Regions from separate parts of the Oryctolagus cuniculus genome. Here region 2 is linked to region 1. A link is a contact called in public Hi-C data. All regions are on one chromosome and are shown on one strand. Each heading gives the region's core, a stretch centred on a gene start, on an enhancer-like site or on the middle of the called end of the contact. The rest is flanking DNA. Distances are from core to core; before and after follow the strand shown. Region 1 overlaps MICAL2 (microtubule associated monooxygenase, calponin and LIM domain containing 2). Region 2 overlaps DKK3 (dickkopf WNT signaling pathway inhibitor 3).

What was found. Hi-C and Micro-C count contacts between places; a contact is called where the count stands out from the background.
Region 2: a Hi-C map of an unstated tissue shows a contact between it and region 1, with 2.2 times the contacts expected there. The contact joins two enhancer-like sites. A contact is called at or near these places in 2 of 6 Hi-C or Micro-C datasets (skin fibroblasts and an unstated tissue).

What each region holds. Positions count from the first base shown.
Region 1 is chr1:53,998,010-54,004,632 of mOryCun1.1, forward strand. MICAL2 (microtubule associated monooxygenase, calponin and LIM domain containing 2) reads right to left here. Exons shown (of 36, transcript XM_070073245.1): 17 at 5,616-5,765; 18 at 4,189-4,311; 19 at 2,957-3,175; 20 at 2,614-2,715; 21 at 1,345-1,467. Among named protein-coding and RNA genes, the nearest start is that of PARVA, 110 kb to the left of the region's middle. Within about 2 kb of position 5,037, at least 2 of the 8 cell types and tissues checked have an H3K27ac peak or open chromatin away from gene starts, as enhancers often do.
Region 2 is chr1:54,230,449-54,237,782 of mOryCun1.1, forward strand. All of the region lies in intron 4 of DKK3 (dickkopf WNT signaling pathway inhibitor 3), which reads left to right. Among named protein-coding and RNA genes, the nearest start is that of DKK3, 20 kb to the left of the region's middle. Within about 2 kb of position 3,738, at least 2 of the 8 cell types and tissues checked have an H3K27ac peak or open chromatin away from gene starts, as enhancers often do.

The sequences.
Region 1 (6,623 bases), core at 3,787-6,286:
CGGGTAAGGCTCCTTTCTATGCGGATGGCAAGGGGCGCACATGCCTGTTTCTAGCCTGTCAGGGGCCAGGAACCATTCTGCTACTGCGGAGAACGTGAAGGTCCGCAGCCCGGGGGACTTCAGCCCGAAAGCCAGCCCAGGATGGAGGCCGAACAAGATGCTAAGTGTCTTGGTATCCTGCCTGTGGCTGTGTCGCATGGGGCCTGGGCGGGCGGGGGCGGGGGGCGGGGGTTGGAGCTGGGAAGACTCCTTGCTCTTTCCTTGGGAACCTACAGCTACCGTGCTCCCCACAGAGCTGGGGGCCCAAGGAGCGGCATCTCCAGCTGCACCCCAAAAGGCGGCTTCTAATCTTTCTACAGTGTGCCAGCAAGGAGCCAGTTTCAGCACCGGCCTAACGGCACGCGGCAGCCCAGCAGAGCCTCTATAGGGCAGCTCAGCGCAGCTAGCCAAGCCTCGGAGGGGAGGCACAGGGACTGGGTGTGCTAGACACCAGACCTGTCCCCGGGGCAAGAGCTCACACCGTGGGGGCTTCCTGTGAATTCCAATGCTCTCACAAGCCAGAGGCCAGGCTCCCCAAGCCCCTCTTCTCCCCTCTCCTCTCAGGGGGCTGCCTTTGTGCCAGGTCACAGGAGGACACACGGAAAACGTGGAATGTGCCTCCAAAGCACGGACTGGATGCTCCAGCGGCTCCCTGCGGCCCGGAGGGTGAAATGAAATTCCTTAACGTGAAAGGTGTGCGCTCACTTTACCCTGACACACGACGCCCTGCAGACACTCTGATCCCTGAGTTCAAGTCCCGCCACACATTCTGCCTCCTGGCGTAATGCAGGTCTGCCTGCCTGCCTTTGCACACGCCAGCCGCTCCCCAAGATGCTCCTGGCTCTGCACTTCTCTCCTGCAGAACCCTCCCACCCAGCCTTCACCCCCTGGCTGCCGAATGTTTCCCACGCTTCTCCCCTCTCTGCTCCCGCAGCCTTGTCCTGAACTGCATCTTGTTAGATCAACGCTAGCCACACATCGGCAACGTCACACAGTACAATGCAGCATTCCCACACCAGCATGCTGTTTCTCATCCAAGCTCTGTAAGGGCACCGCGCCCCGTGCCGCTGCGGGCTCTGGGAGGTGGCTGGTGGGTACTCATGAATGCTGCCCGGTCAGTGAGCGCCGCCTGGCAGGCTCTCGTGGGCTGCCCGTTCTGCTACGCTGCATGCTCCAGCGCAAAGCCAAATCAGCTTCCAGGGCTGCTGTAAAATAGCTCACACACGTTCAGCCCAGCGCAGCGCGGCCGGGCTCCAGATGTCCATCTGTGCAGCGCGAGGGAGGCGAACCACTGAGGACAACTACCTTTCTGGAAGAGGAAGCAGTGTTGACAGCCGGCGGAGAGGGTGGAGCGGAGTCAGGAGATGGAAGGCAAGAGGGAGGAGACGGAGGATGAGTAGGAGACAGGCCTTTAGTGAGCAGTTTATTCTGCACGGAACAGAGACAGAGGAAACTAGGATTATCCCAGGGGACTGCCCAGGCACGCCTGCCTCCACGATGCGGCCCCACGCCCGTGGCCTCAGAGCACAGGGCCAACACTGGGCTTGTGGCTCGGAGCAAAACTGAAAGCTCTGCCTTTGGAGCCAGGCAGGATTATCTGGCTCCTGGTTACGCCGCATTCAGCTACAAAGTGTGCCAGCTCCCCCGTCACACCAAAACAGCTGCAGCAATGCTGTTTCTGCCTCCATCCGCCCCGGATGCCAGGGCTACTGACGGAGCTTGGCGTGAAGTGGCAGCTGCAGGCTTAGGAAGGGGGCACCGTGGGCTGCCTCGGGGCAGAGGGCCCCAGCAGGGGCTCGGCAGCTGCAGGCAGACAACTGTGCCGGGCAACCCTGAACATGAACTGAACATGAAGCCTTGTGCGCACATCAGTGATTCTACCTCATCTGGGAGGTCAGCGTGGAGCAGAGAAGTTTGAGAGGTGGGCTCGCGGCCAGGGACAGGGAGCCGGCACTCACGGTCAGCTCACACCTCCCTGGGAGCACACGCTCTTCTCCCCAGCAAGTCTCCAAACCAGGACCTGACTCGGAGGGGGCTGCACTCCCTGGTCTAAGGCAAAGTCACTCTCACTGGCCCGACACTGCCTCTTGCCAAGCAGAACCCAGCTGACAGCACGAGCTTGACCTCATCCTTTAGGGTCGCCTGTCAGGGCCTCAGGGAGATGTCTCCACCGTGCCCCTAGGCATCGCGAGCAGCTGGTTTGCTTTCACCTTAAAGGCAGTGTTACGCTTGCAGTTGGCCAGCATGCCCTCTTTGCGTGGGCCCTTCGGAAGCTCCAGGCTGGCTCAGAACCTGTCTGGGCTGTAACAGTCCGTGTTTCTGCTTAGTAGCATTTTTTGTTAACGTGAGCTCAAGCTCCTGCCCTGACCTCCCCTTTGGCATCATCTAGTTATGCTGAGTCTCTCACTTAGGTCTTTTTTCAGATGCCAGTTCAAACATCTGAGCAGCTTTAAAAATTGGATAACTTCTCAGGCAGTAGAAGGCGGGAGGGGCAGACCAAACTCCGGAGACTGCTCCTGGGTGCCGGGCCGGCCGGCCTGTGTGTTCCTGGGGGCTCCGGCGCCCCGGGTTTACCTGTGGGAAATCCCCATGTCCGAACAGAGAGGCCAGGTGAGCCGCCTTCTCCTTAATGTTCTTTTTGTGAAATTCCCTGTTGGCCAAGTTCTGGGCCCTCTTCTGCAGTCGAGGCAAGAAGGGAGAAAGAAGAGAGAGGCAGTGACAGAGACTATGGCGGTGCCCCCAAGAGAAAGGTGAGGAAGGCTGGTGGGGACCCTGTCCACTCACCACAGACAGTGGGACAGCAGGCAGGGAGCAAGCAGGAGAAGGGACCCCCGCCCCCCACAGGCAGGAGGAGGGGAGACAGGACGGGAAGTCACCGAGGCATGGCCAGGGGCGAGGGCCAGGAACAGTCTTTCACCTGGAGAATCTTTTCTTCCACCTGCTGCAGCCGCCGCAGCACCCCTGAAAGGGCCAGGGCTCCCTGGCAGGCGGGAGGCAGGGCCGGGGGGCTCTCGGGCCCAGCCAGCTGCAGGTCAGACTTGGCCCTGGCTCTCCAGGGCCTGCTCGGGCACTCGCCGCCTGCAGACACTTGCTTGAGCTCTCGGAGCACGTGCCCTGGCACAGCCGTGGAGGGGAACTGGGAAAGAGGGAAAATCAAGCTTCCTTCCCTCCTGCGGCCCTGCCCTAGGCCCCGCTCTAGGGAGTCCCCCCGCCGAGGACCGAGCCGAAGGCCACACCGGGTGCCACAGTGAGTCAGACTCCAGACTGGCCTCCCGGCTGAGCTTCGTCTACCTGCCTCGGAACCACCTGGCACCCTCGATCACGACACAGAGTCTGCCCCTCACCCCGGGCCCCCTGAATCAAAACCCATTCCACCCTGGTCCTCAATCCCAGCTGAACATTGGAATAATCTCAGGTACCTGAAAAAGCCCCCAAGTCTGGCCCAGCCCCAGAGATGCTGGTTTGATGGCCCTAGAGAGAGTAGCCGTCGGCACAGTTCACGCGGCTCCCCAGCTAGCTGTGCTATGCTCAGAGCCGTCTCCCTCAACCTCCACCACCTGGGAACAGCACCAACTTCCTAACACTGACCGACAGCTCTGAGCTCTGTGGTCAGCAAGAGGGATTCTGTTCAAATTCCAAACCCGGACAGCGTGGCTGGAGTGAGCTACAGTCGGTGGCCGCCAGCTGCCACCCTGGCTACTCTGGCAGCCAGGACGTCTCGCCACGTCCATGCCTTCCCCCTTCAATGGTGACGGCCACATGGCCCGAGTCCATTCCAGCATCGCTGAGTCATTGATTTGGAAATCAGCCTATTCAAGCATCAGTCTACAGACAAAGCTGAGTGTCACAGGGCATCACACGGAACATCCCACGTTGCCGGGGTTCCATTTTCCCCAGGTAACAACACCAAGAGCACGGCGGTTGGCCAGTTGGTACCTTCGACTGGTCGAGGGGGTCCTGGCATGGATTCCAAGATGCCGTGTACTTGGTTACTCTTACCTGGAAATGTGGGGACCTCAAGCTGTGTCATTTGCCCACAGCCTCTACAATCAGCCCTATCTGGGGGGTGGACGGAGCTGCTAACCCTACCCCTCTGCTCAAAGCCCCCTCTGGCTTCACCCACACAGCATCCACTGGACGGAGCCCTACCTGCCTTTTCAGAGGAGGTGATGGGCTGGGTGTGGGCTCGTCCGGCTTGGGGCAGTGAGAGCTAGCAGGAAGGTCAGAGGAAGAGCACAGGGTGGTCTTACCTATCCCTGAGTTACGGCGTTCCTGGGAGGAGAAAGGCCAGTCCCGAAAAGCAGCCACAGGAGACAGGAAGGAAAAGGTGAGTCAGAGAGGACAGAGGAGCGAGGAGGTGCAGGAGGGGCAGCGGGCAGGAGCGGCTGGAGCACTGGCCTGAGCTCCCGCAAGCCGGGCCCAGCCCGGAAACCCGAGCCCTTGTGAACAGCCTGGATTCCTAGAGTCCCCTCCTCCCAGACAACGTGTGAATCCCAGGGAGGCTTTGCTTTTGGCTCAGACACAGCGCCCTGGGCTGGCACTGCCAGAGCCCACGCCGGGCCGGGCGGCCAGCCCAGCAGTGCTCCCCGGGGGCAGGAAAGCTTCCCGCCCACCCGAGGGGGAGGACCTGCCAGTTCTTCTGATGGAAGAGAGCCCTCGTCTGCATCCAGTAACTGTGGGGGGTGGGCCTCCACAAGGGGCCACTGAGGACAGTTCTTGAGAATTTCAAGTCTCAGAAAGTGGTCCCTTAGAATAAAGCTCCTCCACCACCTGGGAAAGCGCAGCTGGTCCAGGAGAGGCAGGGCCCACCTCAAGACCACCAAGACAGCCAATGATCCCAGAGCCCACTCCTTTGAAAGGGGTCTTGGCTGCTGTGTGGCAGGTGTTCTCTGCGGGGGAGCCAGACCCTCTCGCAAGCTTTTGTAAGGAGGCAGCAGCACCCCTAGTGGAAATTCAGGGGGGCAAAGAGCGCCCCAGGCACAGGCCCAGCAGCTAGAGTCAAAGCGAAGCTGGCAGCCTGACCTTCTTCAGCCTCAGGCTGACCCGGGGTAGAGGGCAGGAGGGGAGGCCCAGGGGACTCGGGTGTGGCCAGAATGCCTGTCCACCTCTGGTTCAGTTTCCCTGGGTTTGAATGGTTCTTTGCAACACGGACAACACTAACACACAGCCTGCAACTCAGCAGCTCCCTCAAGTGTGCCTCTCATGTCGCGGTTGCAAAGCACAACCACATAGGGGAATGGATTTCCTTAACGCAGAACAGGTGCCAGCACACTGGCCCGCTGCCTGCTTTGGAAATAAAGTTTTATTGGAACACAGTCAGACTCATCTGTCTATGGCTACATTCGCACTTCAATGGCAGAATCGTGTAGTTGCCACAGAGACAGCACTGCCTCCCACACGTAGAAAAAGTTGCTCATCTGGCTTCTTCTAGAAAAGTCTGCTGACTCCAGGATTAGAAGCTCGGGTGTCGCTTTAACCAGGCCTGGCTGGCACAGTGGCAATCCATCTCTAGCCTGAACAATTCTGCTACCTTCCCGGCAGCCGCAGGCCCGGCGAGCGCTGGCTATGTGACTCACCTGCTTCAGGAGCGAGGGGTTCCGAGTGCTCTCCTCAAACTTGGCCAGCAGCTGATTTGCCATGGACTTGACTTTGTTCTGACTGCCGCCTTCCTTACTGCTGCCACACTCCTGACTGGAGCCCAGGCTCCGGCTGGAAAAGGCTGGTGGCTGTAGAAGTCACAACAGCACAAGGCAGGTTGGCTCCTGGACCCACATAGCAGGGAGGGGGCCCGGGGACTCAGGACACAGGACTGGGTTCCTGAAGTGGGGCTCCCTCTGTGGGCTGAGGACGTGAGGCCGGCGCAGCGGGGATACCCGGTAGAGACCATGCTCACGGCAGGGGTCACGCCTTCCAGAGCCTGAGCCTGGCTGGGCTTAGGAGGCAGCCAGTTAGGGCCTGAGTCCTGACTTTCACTCCCCAGCTGTGTGATATTTGCTCAGCATCCCTGGAATTCCCTCATCGGTCAATGGAAGGAAACCCACTTCACGTGCAGGAATCAAACATGGCAAGCAAAATGGGTTTCAGAACACACCCTGAGCCTGAGAAGGGTTGGGGCGCAGGGGAGCAGCCTGGCCAGGCACAGGCTCTGGGCTCCTCTCTCTTCCCCCCAACTTCGCCCAGTCCTGTTGGGTTTTGCTACCTTCTAATTTAGGAACAATTTCAGATTTACACAAATGTTGTAGAAATAGCACAGACTGTTTCTGCACACCCTGCACACATTTAATTGTCTTGACCGCTAATATCTGGAATAATCACTCTACTGTTGTTATCAGAACTAAATCCACAGTGGCACAATGCTACTCGAGTTAGACTTTATCCAACTGCCCCGGCTTTCCCCCTGAGATCCTTTTCCTTCTCTAGGGTCAATCCAGGAACCCACGCGGCATCTAGCCACTCTCCTTCCTGGGTTTCCTCCATTCTCTCCATTCCTTGTCTTTCCTGGCCATGCCACCTTGCAAGGGCACTGGCAGCTGTTTGGTAGGAAGTCCCCCAGTCTGGGCTGTTCTGCTGTTTGCTCACGATGA
Region 2 (7,334 bases), core at 2,488-4,987, 230 kb after region 1:
CCTGGCCAGAACCAGCGGAGGGCCTGGTGTCTGTGTGAGCCAATGGGCTGTGCCACACCAGGCGGGAGGTGGGGTGACCAGCTGGCCACTGCCTCCACCCTGTTAGTACAAAACAGTGGGTGCCCTCCTTCCTGCTTCCTCCCTCCACCCCTCCACAAACCTCCCAACCAACGTCCAAGTGACTCCGAGAAGCACTTCAGAGGGGCAGGTCAGGCTCTGGGCCCAGACAGCCAGTTCAGATGCCAGCTCTGTTGCTCACCTCACTCACCAGCTGCAAAACTTTGCTTCAGATCCTTAAATCCTCTAAGCCTCAGTTGCCCCAAATGTTAGTAAGCTTCCCTTCTGGGTGGTATTGTCAGGAGGACACAACAAAGTGATCGAGGTCAGAAACGCAGTGTGGCTCCTGGACACAGGAGCTGGAAGTCAGTCGGTGTCAGCCACTTGTTAGTATGATTTGGCTTCCCCAGTCCATGACTCTCGGAATGCCCAGAATGTGTGAACTCAATGGTTTGTACATTGTTTTGAGCACCCACTGGGTTTTCTGGCAGGTAGATGTCAAAGGTGTCTCTGAAGTAGAGGAGCACCCAGGCTAACAGTGGATCAGAACCATACAGAGATCACTGCAATATGGATGTGCTCTTTCTGGGCAGAGGGTGTACAGGGTGCCTGGTGCCGGGGTCAGATCAGGCACCCAGGGAGACTTCGCGGGGAGAGTTCTTCATGGGTCTCCCTTTGTAAGCAGAGGCACAAGTTACGTCACGGTAGGCAGCTCAGCGCAGGGGAGAGCACTGCAGACGCCGATGTGTTCCCCACTCAGCACGCATTCCCAGCTCCTAGGCGTGGCTCTCAGGAGCCAGCTCCTCCCCTCCCCAGCTTCCTCTGCTGCTCCCCCACGCCTACCTCCAGCACTGGCATTCTAAGCTACTGGGTGCTCCTCAGACACGTTCTTACCTCTACACCACCTTATTTCCCTTCGTCCCTGTCTGTCTTGTCTTTTTTTTTTTTTTTTTTTTTTGACAGGCAGAGTGGACAGTGAGAGAGAGACAGAGAGAGAAAGGTCTTCCCTTGCCGCTGGTTCACCCTCCAATGGCCGCCGCTGCAGCCGGCGCACCGCGCTGATCCCATGGCAGGAGCCAGGATCCAGGTGCTTTTCCTGGTCTCCCATGGGGTGCAGGGCCCAAGCACCTGGGCCATCCTCCACTGCACTCCCTGGCCATAGCAGAGAGCTGGCCTGGAAGAGGGGCAACCGGGACAGAATCCGGTGCCCCGACCGGGACTAGAACCCGGTGTGCCGGCGCCGCAAGGTGGAAGATTAGCCTATTGAGCCACGGCGCCGGCCCCTGTCTGTCTTTTCAAGGATGCTCATTGTCCAGCCGACAGCTCCGTTGGCAGAGGGCAGGTTTCTTGTGGTCTGTTATAAACAGAGTGCACTGAGGTCTTGAGACTCCTCGGGCCATCGTCTGCTGCCTTCCCTGGTACATGATCAGGAAGCTGGATTGGAAGCAGAGCAGGTGGACCCAGACCACACTCTGCTACGAGATGCCGGCGTTGCAAGGGATGGCGTCACCTGCAGCATCAGCACACTGGCCCCGTTCACTCTTCTTGACCAGCTTCCTAGAAGGGTGGCAGTTGAGCTGCATTTTGAGTGGTGTGTGGGATTCTCGGTTGTGGGGACGGAGGGAAGTAAGGTGTGTAAAGGTAGGAACATGTCTGAGGAACACTCGGGAGCTTAGAATGTCAGTGCTGGAGGCAGGCTTGGGCAAGCTGCAGAGGAGGCTGGGGAGGGGCAGGAATTGGCTTTGAGAGCCACGCCAAGGGGCTGGGAATGCGTGCTGAGTGGGGAACGCATCCGGCTTCTGCCGTGCTTTTCCCTGTGCTGTGAGCCAGGAAGACGTGGTTTGGACGGCAGGGACGGTGGTGGGGTTGGGCTTTGCTTATTCCCGCCGAGGCTGGGGCCTGAGGCAGAGCCCTTGCCCTGCGAGAAGCCTGGCTTCAGGCCTTCAAGTCTGGAAAGCTTCACTTAGAACGGGAGTCTCTGCTTTTGTGCGCTGCCAGCAGGCTGGCCAGGCAAGTGACAGTGATTGGGCCTGAAGTCTCATTTGGCGGATGGTGTCCGCGACGGGGCAGTCCGACTTCTGTGGCGTCTGGACAAGTCGGCTGAGCTGCTCCTTCATGCTGGTGTGTGGTTGGCCTTGGCTGTAGGGACCTGGGGATTCTTCCAGACCCCTGGGGAAGGCATTCACCACGGCGCCTTCGCAGCCTGGTCATCAGCTTTGTGGGCTCTGCCCTCCCATGCGTTCTGCATCATTCTGGAAAACACGCTTAGTTTTGCTTTTAAAATGACATCAAAGGCTGCACCTTTCTCCAGGGTTCCCTTGTTTATTCACTGTGATTCAGAGAGGGACCAGATTAACCACTCTCTGTAAACCCGCCACTTTCTCGTGTGCGGGATAGAGCCTAGTTACAGTGCAGACTTGCCCACCTGTGCTGTGTGGCGATTGAGAGCTCAGTAATCACTCGAGCTCATCGCGACTGCAAGAGTGACAGGTGATGGCCAAGGTCAAGGTCAAAACAGCCATTTGAGGAACCCCAGGGCTGAGTGCCAGGCACTGTATTAGGGATCTGACAGCCCCTCACGTAGTCCCCGAGACAGCCACGTGATGCTGACCTCATTTTGCAGAGAGTAACTGAGCCTTAGAGAAATGGTTCAGCAGTGCTAGGAGATGCCAGAGCCAGTATTAAAAGAAAAAAAAAAGAAATGAAACAAACCTAGGTCTTAATTAATTCCTGAACTTCCTATACCCATGTTCTTAATAGAACATTGTTTTTGAGAGAGAGAGAGATCTCCCATCCACTGATTCACCCCCTAAATGCCTGCAACAGCCAGGGCTGGACCAGGTAGGACCCAGGAGTGTTGAATTCAATCTGGGTCTCCCACATGGGTGGCAGGGACCCAAGACTTGAGCCATCACCTGCTGCCTCCCAGGGTGCACATGAACAGGAAGCCGGAATTGGAAGCAGAGCTGAGACTCAAACTCAGGCACTCCAGTATGGGATGTGATGTTCCAGCCAGGTGCGTAACCACTGTGCCAACCAATGGCCCCCACATACCTTTTTCCATGGCACCTGCACCACTTTACATTCCCGCCAGCAGTGCCCACAGCAGAACAGATTTTCACCTTTCAGTTTTTGTGGTTGTAGGCACTGGAGGATACATGGCCCGGCTGGAGCTAAAGGGCCCTGGCACCCCGGGGTGAGCTGCCGCGGAGCTGGGTCAGGATGGGCTATGGGCGGGCATGCAGAAGGCCATGTTCAGTGCTCTCAGGATTCACAGTCATGCTCCGACTCTGAGAAGCTGAGCTGGGCTCCAAATCAGGCAGGAAGTCCCTACTCTTGGTCAATGATGGATGGAGACTGAGCCACCCACATGTCTTCCCAGCTCCCATTGCTCTGTCTAGACCTCCTGTCAGGCTTGATTTTTACCTCCACTCCTGGAAAAGAAAGAGTAAACAGGACACCTGGGTCCTTTCTAGGGGCGCATGGTGTGGAGGAACTTAGGTTGGAAACTGCCGTGGGTTGGGATCCCTGCTCCTAACCCCGCCCCCACCGCCCGCCCCCCGCCCCAGCTCTGAGCCCTGGGCCTGCTCTAGGAAAGGGAGAGGCAGTGAGTGACTGGGGAAGTCGGAGGCAATGCACGGAGAGTGTCTGGCACTCAGTAGATGCTAAATAAGTGCAGATTCTGCTTCCTGACCTCACTTCCTGGTGCCTCCAGGCAGGAGGCAGTAGCTTAGTGGATACAAGTGTGATGAGTCAGCGAAGACATGTGTTTTGTTGTGCGGTTGCTGTTGCTTTGAACATGAGAACTGAGCACATTTCTGAAGGGCAACGGTGGCCAAGGTGTTAGGCCAAACAGATGGAAACGATGTGTGTGAAGGCAGGCCTTGTGCAAGAGATAAAGCAAAGCAGTGTTTCTCTGAGTCACACAGTGACAAATGGCAGAATTCACAGGGTCTTTTGAGCCCCTTTAGACCAGGAATGAAAACACATGGCATGTACAGTGCCATCCCCCCAGCGCCATGCCTGGGGCAGACATTGCTAATCAATTGCAGAGTTATGTCCTTATGAGCCAAGAGGCTCTCAGCTCTTGGGACATTGCTGCACCCGGGGCACTCACTGACAATGGGCTGGAAAAGGACTGCAGCGGACACCGTTCCCACCCCTGGTCTAGACCAAGCCTCCTGTTTTGCAGATGGGAAGACCGAGATGGAGGGAGATCGTTACTCTGCAGTTGTGCAGTGGTCAGAGCTGGAACCTCCCAGCCTGCTGAGCTCAGGTTTTAATATGCTGTGGGCCAGCAGGGTCTGGATGCCCCTGTCTGTGTCATATCTTGGAGGGTCAGTGATGGGACAGATGGTGAAGACTGGAGGGGAATGGGAGAAAAATCCGAAACTCATGAACTGACAGCAAAAGAATTGTCTAGAAGACCGTGAGCGGAAGGCAGGGACCTCGTCTGCTCACCTGTGTGGCCCTTTGTCTGGCGTGGGGTGGCCACTCTGAGGTTAGCCATGAAAGCTGTGTGGCCCAGGAGTAAATAGGAGGAAGTAAAACAGAAACTTAGAGGTCATGGAGATGCCACAAAGCACTGCAGCAATCGAGTTTTATTTGCTGGGAAAAACAATCCTCTGCGTATTTTTCCTGCCTTCATTCATTCTCCTGGATAACTGAACCCCCACTGTGCACTGGGCCGTGAGCCAGATGTCTTTCCGTGTTTTATTTTCTGATCCTTTTACTACTGGGAAGTAAATATAATTTTACAGTTGAGGACATCAGAGGTCAGGGAATTAAAAAGTCATAGTAAATGGCTAAGTGGTAAAATTGGGCTCTGAACCCATACACCTTGACCATGTCAGTCAGAAGGTGTGTTACTGATAGGGGAGTTTGTGCTGTCTGCCACCTTGATTTTGGGTGACTGGGAAACTATCAGACCGCCCACCACCTGGCTATGATTTGTGTTGGTTATATCCAGAGTCATTGAACACACCGGGACACCCCCCACCCCCAACCCCGCCACCGACATACACACTGAAAATGAAAGACCAGCATCACCAAAGGACGCGTGTGTGACAGTGTACATGGGGTCTTCCCCTCCCTGGGATGGTGGCGCCTTGCGGGTCACAGGAGAGAATATCGAGGAGGCTGGGGAGGGAACTGTGGCATCTGTCACCCACTCTCTGCTGTCCTCACTCGTGACCGGGTGTGCGGAACATCTCTGTGAGCCACAGCAGGAGTGTTTGAAGTGGGTGGCATGCACGGGCGCCTGCTGACGCTGGCCAGTGACACATTGCAATGATGAGATCTGGAAAATACAGCCACAGGGAAAACAGCCTGAAGTTTCCATAGTCTCATAATTCCGGGCCTCCTCGAAGAGGAAGCACAAATAAAAGGCCGAGGGAAGAGTGGCTGGGATGGAAGAACTTCCAGTCCTATGGGGGAAGGAGGGCCTGCTCCCCAGCCCAAGGGGCCCCTGGGGTGGCCAAGGTGGCAGGTGGCAGCAGACGGAGACCTGACTCCTGCCCAGTCCCCCGCACACACGTTTCCCTGTCTGACAGCCTTTTCCTTTTGCCTTGCACTTGAGGATCTGTTTCTCTGGAGGGTATCTGTGGACGACACGCTCCCTGTAGCCGGGCAGAGCTGCTCCCCTTCCCCACACTGTGCTGGGATTTGGGGGTTGAAAGAACACCTGCTCTGTGCCAAGCCCTGGATGGCCATTCCATCTCACCTGTTCTTCAGCTTTCCAGAGCCACCTAACACAGGGGTCAGGACAGCCCCAGCCTGAAGCTAAGGCACTCAGACACACAGTGACTAGCTGAGGTCCAGATGTCCACCACTGCCCCACCCAAGGGTCCATGGACAGCCACTGCTTTAGCATTTGGGTGTCTGGCCCCTGCCCAGTGTGGAACCGCTGATCACCCTTAATCTTTCTAGATGGTAACTTGTTCGGTGTGTCATTCCCACTTTGCAGATGAGCAAAGTGGCCCAGTGAAGCTGAATGACTTGCTCAGGCTTGCACGGGAGAAGTGAGGAAGGGAGCAGATGTGGGCAGCCCATCACGCAGGGGGCATGGCTTCTTTCCATAGCCCTGGAGCCAGCTCCTGGCTCAGTGAGCGGCCGAGTCCTCATAGATGCCCACCAGCCCTGCTGGGGCCGCTATGAGGGTGGGTGGCTGCAGGGTGCCTGCGTAGGAGGCCTGGCTGTGCCCAGACTCCTTCCCTAGCCCATCTGCATTTGACCTTCTCCTTGGAGGGGGAGCTCTCCGTGTTCCCTTCCCACAGGGTGGAGCAGAACACAACGTGGCCACTTATGAACGAACCGCAGTCAGAGTGCCTGTTTTTCCACAACTGAAACCTATTGAGGTTTTTCACAGACTCAGCAACATAAAGGGTTCAACACAAAAAGTTTAAAAATGCCAGAAGCTGCATTTTCGTCCTTACCGCGGAAGAACTTTGTGGGTAGCGCTGGAGGCGGGGAAAGAGTGACGACTGCGGGCAGAACGAGGCTGGGGCTGGGGGTCCAAGGCCCAGGGTGGACGCCTGACTGTCCCCCAGCCGGCGACCCTGCCGCTTGCTCGAGAAGTGCTTATTCTTTCCTGCAGAGGTGCAGTAGCCTTGTTTCTGTTTTGTGTTACTTTGACTTTTCTTCAGATTTTCATTTATTTATGTTCATTTCCTGTTTTTTAAAAGGAGTTGAACAAATTCCCTGAGATGTGTTTTTAAAGGGGGGTTAGGTTGGAGGCCAATGAAGTGGTTGTTATGCTTGGATTCACTGTGGAGTTTCCCTTTTTTTTTTTTTTTTTTTTTTTAAGTTTTATTTACTTGCAAGGCAGAGTTACGGAGAGCCAGAGGCAGAGAGGTGAGGAGGTGGGGGGAGAGGGAGAGAGGTCTTCCATTTGCTGGTTCACTCCCCGGATGGCAGCAATGGCCGGAGCTGAGCCAATCTGAAGCCAGGAGCCAGGAGCTTCTTCCTGTCTCCCACATGGGTGCAGGGGCCCAAGCACTTGGGCCATCTTCTACTGCTTTCCCAGGCCGTAGCAGAGAGCTGGATCAGAAGTGGAGCAGCTGGGACTTGAACAGGCACCCAAATGGGATGCTGGTGCTACAGGTGGTGGCTTCACTTGCTATGCCAGCCCCATCTAGAACTCCTGGGGAAAGAAATACATTCTTGTTTTCACAAACTTTCCAATTAAACTGAGCACTTGCTCCGATCTGTGTTATTGCAATGCCTCTACTCCAGGAGCAGTCTCAAGTACGTTTGCATTCTCTTCCTGTTGTGCCTGT